Linked DNA regions of Mus musculus: region 2 is linked to region 1. Evidence: chromatin contacts called from public HiChIP or PLAC-seq data. All regions are on one chromosome and are shown on one strand. Each heading gives the region's core, a stretch centred on a gene start, on an enhancer-like site or on the middle of the called end of the contact. The rest is flanking DNA. Distances are from core to core; before and after follow the strand shown.

What was found. HiChIP or PLAC-seq counts read pairs in DNA pulled down with a chosen protein or histone mark.
Region 2: an H3K4me3 HiChIP or PLAC-seq map of bone marrow-derived macrophages shows a contact between it and region 1, with 9 times the contacts expected there. The contact joins the promoter of Xrcc2 here to the enhancer-like site in region 1. A contact is called at or near these places in 5 of 39 promoter capture datasets (cranial neural crest, embryonic stem cells, maxillary cranial neural crest and 1 more) and 3 of 115 datasets of contacts at active chromatin or transcription factors (bone marrow-derived macrophages and embryonic stem cells).

What each region holds. Positions count from the first base shown.
Region 1 is chr5:25,091,118-25,094,961 of GRCm38.p6, reverse strand. The region is part of intron 1 of Prkag2 (protein kinase, AMP-activated, gamma 2 non-catalytic subunit); the gene reads left to right. Among named protein-coding and RNA genes, the nearest start is that of Gm42232, 7.0 kb to the left of the region's middle. Within about 2 kb of position 2,096, at least 35 of the 459 cell types and tissues checked have an H3K27ac peak or open chromatin away from gene starts, as enhancers often do. A contact at or near this core is called in bone marrow-derived macrophages, where this site is marked.
Region 2 is chr5:25,704,064-25,707,907 of GRCm38.p6, reverse strand. Xrcc2 (X-ray repair complementing defective repair in Chinese hamster cells 2) reads left to right here and starts at 2,111. Exons shown (of 3, transcript NM_020570.2): 1 at 2,111-2,230. The coding sequence starts at 2,192.

The DNA.
Region 1 (3,844 bases), core at 847-3,346:
CCTTGTTTGTAATACATGCACACATGCACACACACATATATGTCCATGTGTGTGTACATATATGACATATGTACATTTGTTATATATTATATAATACATAAATATATATAACATAGTATATATACACAACACTAAAATTCATATAATTTAAACAGTATATAATAGAATTATGTGTATTAGACATTAGTTAGATCTAGAGATTTAGTTATTGGTTTATTAACTGTACTCAGGTTCCTCCCACTGTGACCTGTGGCCCCCTTGTCTGCAAGCAGTCTATGGCTCCATGTCCTGAGTCCTGTTGTGACCAACAGGCTGGAGAAACCACTGGACTTGAGGCCCCCTGAACTGCCTGGTAGACACATAGCCACATTGTCCTCCATATTTGGCCACTGTGAGGTCAGCTGGGCACATAAACTGTTGTGACTCCCATCGCAGCTGAGTTTCGAACTGATCCCAGAGATCAACCCAGACTGAGAGAACTTTCCAGCAGATGTAGAGAACTGAGAGAGAGAGAGAGAGAGAGAGAGAGAGAATGAGAATCAAAGCCTGCTGCTTTGCCGCCATATTTGAAAGCAGAAAGCAGTAGCAGAATCTATTAGCTAGCAGGTGCCTATGGTTACCCTTGTAGGGAGTTAGGGGCCATGGACATCTTGTGCCATTGAAGTCCCCAGGCCTTGCCCTGTCCCGGCTACACAACAGGCTGGGCATAAATAAAGCAGCATGAAGCTCCCCAGGGACCAGACAGAAGAGCAGTCTGGGATCTTTGTAGCGTAGTGTTTGCTAATGTCCTGTGATCTTAGGTACAGAAGGACTAGAGTGTATACCCAGAACGGGCCTTAGGAGAGAATGGCAGAATGGAAACTGGGAGGAAGTAGAGATGCCCCTTGTTCCCTTGATGGCTTTCTGTTCCACAGCCTTTACCATGTGTGCAGGTTTCACCCAGTCCCACCATACTAGGATTTCCATGGTGGATGGATTAGTTCAGAGCAGCAGCAGAAAGAAGGGCCCCTTGTGGCCAGGCTAGGGAATACCCACTTGTCCCCCCCCCCCCCACCTCATGCCCATGCACACAAGTCTCTATTGGAACAGAGAAGGTAATGTTTGTATAGTGCCTCTCAGGTTGGGACCCCATTGGGTTGGGTTCCTGGATCTGTTGTAACACAGCCCCTCAAACTAGGTGACCTGCAGCCACAAGAACCTACCTTTATTACGTCTAGAGGCCAAAAGTCCAGTGTCAAGGTGTTAGTGGGATTCTCTGTGCTGTCTCCCCCTTGCTTGCACTGCCTTGCACATCGCTCCAACATTGCTTCTGTCTTATGTGGCCTTTACCCTTGGGGTGGCTGTGCTAACATGTCTTCTTCCTAAAAGAATGTTAGCCATAAAGGATTAGGGTCTACCCTAATGACATCATCTAGTTTAGCTCCTACTTTAAACAAGGTCATACACAGCTTCTGTGGGCTAGGACTTTAACCACACCCTCTGGCTTCTTGGGCTGTGGATAGTGTAGGTCATTGAGCTGCCATTTTCTGCACCACCCACCTGGCACAGGATTGAGAGCATGGACTTGAAAAGAGCTGCAGCCACACTACCTGGCAGCAAATGTGTAGCTCTTCATCTACATGTCTAGCAAGACATTTCTCTCTTTCTAAAATTTCAGTCCTCACCGTGTGGCATCCCTCCTGCTTGCCCTCCTGGCACAAGAGAAGGCCTCTATGAGACCGCCCTTCCTTACTACTTCCATGCCTCAGGATCACTAGGCAAGCTTCCCACAGTAAGAGTGGCATGCTGCCGGTCAGGAAAGCAGGCAGGAATCCGGGGCTACTGAGAGCAAATCGGACTCTGTTGAACTAAACATTCATCAACAACTTCACTGCCCAGCTAGAGAACACCAAAACATCAGGGCCCTGGCAAGAGCCTGTGGCCCAGATGCTATTCCATTGGTCTGTGGCAAGCCATGAGTTGGCAGAGAAGGCTTTCTGTCAACAGGAAGTAAGATGGAGATTTAGTTATTTTCAAAGTAGAGGAAGAGATGAGTACAATTTGAATGGGCAAGCAGGCTAACTGGAGGTGCTTCCCAGCTTGTGGGGCATGCACAGCCAGCTAAAGTTTAACCATTTCCTCTGCTCTGACTACGTAGGCACCTCTGAGAGTTCCCTGTGGTTTAGCCCAAGGGACATGACTCCCCTTTCACGTGGCTCCTCTACTGATCTCTGAATGTGGTCACAGATGGTTAACCAAGCAGGTGAAGGCCCGTTCTGACCTCCATGCTCATTGCTTCTTTACCAGCTTGTATTGCCACGCACCAACAGATGCTGACTCTGGAGATTGGTGGGCGACTAAGGGAAAAATGGGCAGACCGGGTGTTTCCTGGGTGGTTGAGTTTGTGCTTCATATTTTAGGTTAAAGGAGCTGGACACAAACACGGGGGAAGCCAAGAGTACCAGCTCTGGGAGGGTGAGACTCTTCGATGGGCTTCCCAAGTGTCTGACTGAACATCCCTGCTAGGGAGCTGAGTGGATCAGAGAAGGATTTAGGAAATGGGAGAGAAAACAACTGCCAAGAAACATCACCTCATTGCCCGTTCATTTTTCAGAAAGTTTTTCAAGCTATAAGCTGCTTGTAAAGTTACCTTAATGAAGTGTGTGCTGGGGACAGGCAATGACAGAGGGTTTCCACTTCTCTCCGGTCAGCCTGGAGCTTGTTGGTCAGCCCTCAGTGGACACTGGCAATTGTAACACCTTTTTCTAAGTGTTATTTGAGGAGAGCCATTGAAAGAAAACAAAGAAAGGTATCCACACAGCACAGGGAACCTGAACAAGACCACCAACTGTGGAAGATAAGAGATCATCTGCGCTGGACTGCCATTGTGCTGGCTCAGTGCCACATGATAAGTCCTTGGGCAGAAGAAGACTCCAGGCTACTCTCCAGTGGTCACAACCTGTTTCTACCAGAGGGGATCAGATCTGGTCAGAAGTAGAAGACAGAGAGCTAGGTGAGAGCAACCCTACCTCAGCTGTTCACGTCGCTCACCAGGCAAGGATAGATGGACCACCTGTTGATCACAAGGGCATGCAACCAGTGAGACCCGCGGATGGGGTCTGCCTATTCTTGTGTTTGTATGTACTCTGTGCCGTGGCGGTTCGTGATCCCTTGGTACCACAGAGTCTAAGAAGCAAGAACATTCAGATTGGTTCTCCAGCTGCCTATGCCTTCACTGGGTCCAGGGTGGTCTGAGGAGAGGCGTGAGGGGAGCTGGTTCTCCCACAGGTAGGCATTTGATAGCATCCTGTTTCTATCAGTAAGGATGAATGAGTGTCCAAAGTGATATTTTGGCCTGGGAGGGAAGCCAGGATCAGGAGAATAGAGAGGTTATTTGTCTCCACACCATTCTTGCTTGTTAAATGTAGTTTGAGATTTCTTAAGTGACCTTGGGGCACAAGTAATAAAATATTCTCAGCCGTGCTTCAGAGAAGCCGTGAACAGTGGTACCAAACAGTCTAAGAGAAGAACTTGGCCAGGTGGCCTTCCGTTGGATTGCTGAGGAGAGGAAGTGGCCCAGAGGGCGTGTGGTACTTCCTGGGAGCCCAGGGAGAACAGAAACTTCTCACTGGATCAGCCTGCCTATTGCTGTGACCCACCATGGTCCTATGGTTTGCTAGTGGTAAACCGGGAGCTCAGACTTGGGTCTTCTATTATAACCAAGTTGAGAAGAGAAGAAAATTTCTCAACTCCACAGGTGAGGCCCACCGCCAGGCCCACATACATCCTCTGCTTCTTGATTAGAGGCCAGTAGGCGGCCTCAAACAGTGACAGCCAAACAGTTCTGGTTTGTGCTAGCTCAGAG
Region 2 (3,844 bases), core at 862-3,361, 610 kb before region 1:
GCTGCTGGTGGTAGTGGTGGTACACACCTTTAATCACAGCAGTTGGGAGGTAGAGACAGGCAAATCTATGAGTTTGAGGTCAGCCTGGTCTACATGAGTTTCAGGACAGCAGGCCTACACAGAGAAACCCTGTCTTTAGAAAAAAAAAAACAACAGGATGAGAGAGAGAGAGAGAGAGAGAGAGAGAGAGAGAGAGAGAGAAAACAGTCAAATCTTATGGAGGCACCAACTTTCAAAACATTCTAGTTATGGCAAGATGACATAAACTAGCCACCACAGATAATTCTTCAAGAATATGACAAGAGACAGAGAAATGACACAGAGCCAACCTCACACCTTTTCATAAGAAAACAACCTACAAATCTGTTGGAAAGGGAATTTTCAGGAAAGTTCCAGCAACTGACCTAGTAAGTTGTAAACTCCATTCAGGCATGTCTACTGTGACACGCTCCTAGAAAAGTTCAAATCTGATGCGTGGTAGTATGTCTTGTACAGACATTCATGTGTACTGTACACATAAGATTTGTACTCAGAGATGTACAGAGTATAAATATTCTATCTATCTAATCAGTGGGCGTTTGACAGGCAACAGTTAAGAAAACTATTCTCCTCTCCACTCCTTCCTCCACCCAAGATCTTAACACAATGGGCCAGGGAATATAATTCATCTGCAAGAGTGCTTAACTAGCATGCACTAAAGTGCCAATGCCTAGAATCTCATAGGAGTGCTGCTGGCCTGTATTTCTAGAACTTGAGAAAAACAAACAAAAGAAAATAACTATCTCTTGTGAGGCTATGCCAGTGTCCGGCAAATACAGAAGTGGATGCTCACAGTCATCTATCAGATGGAACACAGGGCCCCTAATGAAGGAGCTAGAGGAAGTACCCAAGGAGCTAAAGGGGTCTGCAACCCTATAGGAGGAACAACAATATGAACTAACCAGTACCCCTCCCCCAGAGCTGTGTCTCTAGCTGCATATGTAGCAGAGGATGGCCTAGTCGGCCATCAATGGAAGGAGAGACCCTGGTCTTGCAAAGATCATATGCCCCAGTACAGGGGAATGCCAGGGCCAGACAATGGGAGTGGGTGAGTTGGGAAGCAGGGCGAGGGGAGGGTATAGGGGACTTTGGGGATAGCATTTGAAATGTAAATAAAGAAAATATCTAAGAAAGAATGAAAGAAAGAAAGAAAGAAAGAAAGAAAAGAGAGAAAAGAGAGAAAAGAAAGGAGGAAAGAAAGAGAGAGAGAGAGAAAGAAAGAAAACAAACAAAAGGCAAACAACAAACCTAACCAAACCAAGAGCTTGAAAACTTCACAGGCTCAGTGTATTTCCACAGTTCTTTTCAATTCAATATACATTTTTCTCTTCCCACCCCAGTTATCTATAAATACCACAGCCAGTCATAGGCTTTTGCCTCAAGAAAGGACAAGAAGAGCGAGCTTGCTCAGTAACGGTGTTACTTCTCCTGTTAATCTGGTTATGCTGTTCTGCCCAGAGTAGTCTCCTGGGCTCGAACTATTATCTGGCTTCAGCCTCAGGAGTTGTTGGGACCACTGACACACCAAAAGCCCAAATCAGTAAACTTTTGTCCTAGTACCTTTGAGACACAATCTCATACTACAGCCCAAACTATAGCCTGATCCGACTCTTGGTGATTCTCTGCCTCAGCCTCCCGAGTGCTAGGATCACAGGCATACACAACCGTGGCAGGAAGATGTACTTTAAGTTTCTTTAGAACAAGTAAGCACGGGCAGTGGTGGTGATCGCCTTTAATCCCAGCACTCAGGAGGTAGAGGCAGGCAGACTTCTGTGAGTTCGAGGCCAGCCTGGTCTACATAGTGAATTCCAGGACAGCCACGACTACATAGGAAGTTCGTCTCTAAAAAACAAAAACAAAAAACTAAATAAGATTTAGAAATCACGTACATGTTAATTTTGCCTGATAAAGACCCGTCGAGATGAGTAACTGAAGATAACATAAGGACCATAAGGACTAAAGGAAACGCAGGAGACTGGCGTCACCAAGAGGGCGCCGCAGCTTTACTGCGCATGCCCTCGGCTTCTCTGGCTCCGAGCCCGCACAGTGCGCACGCGCACACAGGGTCATTGCTTTGACTGGCTGCGTCTTTCGCGCTTTTGCTAAATGGCGTTGCTGGCGGGTAGGTTGAACCCGCGGAGCTGGCCGGGCGATGTGTAGCGACTTTCGCAGAGCGGAATCCGGGACAGAGGTGAGAGCCGCGGGGCGACGGGAGGGCCGCGCACTACAGGGGGAGGTCGCCGAGCGGCGCCCAGGGCCACCGTGGGGCGGCGCGACAGCCGCCAGTGAACCGGTCAGGGATGGCGAGCCGTGCAGCAGGAGCTGGGGAAGGGAGGACCACCAGTTGAGGCATCAGTAGACGTTTTCTAAATTTAGGTAGCTTGCTTCACCTCTAACTAACCTGTTTGTGGCATCCGGCCTTCTGTATCCCAGAATACCCCTGTCGTCTATCTCTCCAGAGCCACGCAAGCCATTTCACTCAGGAACCGTTAAACGTTAACGTGTGTTACTTGTTCGAGTACTGTCAGCCAAGAGTTGGGAATAAGAAGCAACAACAACAAAATTAATCAACAGGCATGGTGGTACACGCCTTTAATCCTAGCACTAAAGAGGCGGAGGCAGGCAGATCTCTATGAGTTTGAAGTTAGCCTTTATATAGGTAGGTCCAGGCCAGTCAGGGCTCTATAGTGAGACCCTCTCTCACAAAACAAAATGTAATAATCGAAGCTTCTGTAAAATATACAGCATATGGTAAAAGCATGCCTCTCCAAAAGAGGGTAAGACAAATTGTAGGAGGAGCTAACTTAAATGTATTCAGAGGGGATCCAGGTAGCTCACGCTGGCCTTGAGCTTGCCGTGCAGCTGAGTATAACCTTGTCCTAGTTATTTATTTGTAGAAATTATGTAAATGAATGTGTGTCTGTGGGTTGGTATGTACCCATGTGTGTAGATGAATTTGGAGGCCAGAGGAAAAGGTGTCAGATGATCAGGAGCCGGGGTTATTAGCAATTGAGTTATCTGAGCCAAACTCATGTTCTCTGTAAGAGCAAAACCCATTCTTAACTGAAATCCATCTCTCTGGCCCCTAACCTTCGACTTCTGACCGTCCTGCCTCCGGAATGCTAGGATTACAAGTGTGTGCTACAGTGCCCTGTTATCCACTGCCAAGGATGGAATCCAGGCTTTCATGATTCCTAGGCATGGGATCTGCCACCAGAGCTACCGTTCCCAGCCCCTGAACTGGCACTGTAAGGACTGTTCAGTGGTTTGCTGCTGAGGAGGGAGCAGCTCAGGTATGGTCTGAACTTAGCAAGGGCAGCAGTTCCAACCTGTGGGTCACTGCCCCTTTCGCAGTCCTCTATCTCAAAAAATATTTACATTACAATTCATAACAGTAATAAAATGACAGTTAGGAAGTAGCTTCAAAAATAATTGTATGGTTGGGAGTCATTGCAGCAGGAGGAACTGTGCTACGGGGTTGAAGCGTTAAGAAGGTTGCTTTAGGGGAACAGCCAGTGGTTCTGTAGAGTCGGAACAAAGACAATGTTGGGAAGCGAGCTTTAAGAAATAGGTGGAGTACGCATCTCCCTGTGTAAACCCAGCCTGACGGACACACACGCACACACACACACACACACACACACACACATGCACACACACCACACACACACACACACACCACACACCACACACACACCACACACACTCACCACACACACACACACACACACACACATACACCACACACACACACCACACACACTCACCACACACACACACACACACATACACCACACACATACAC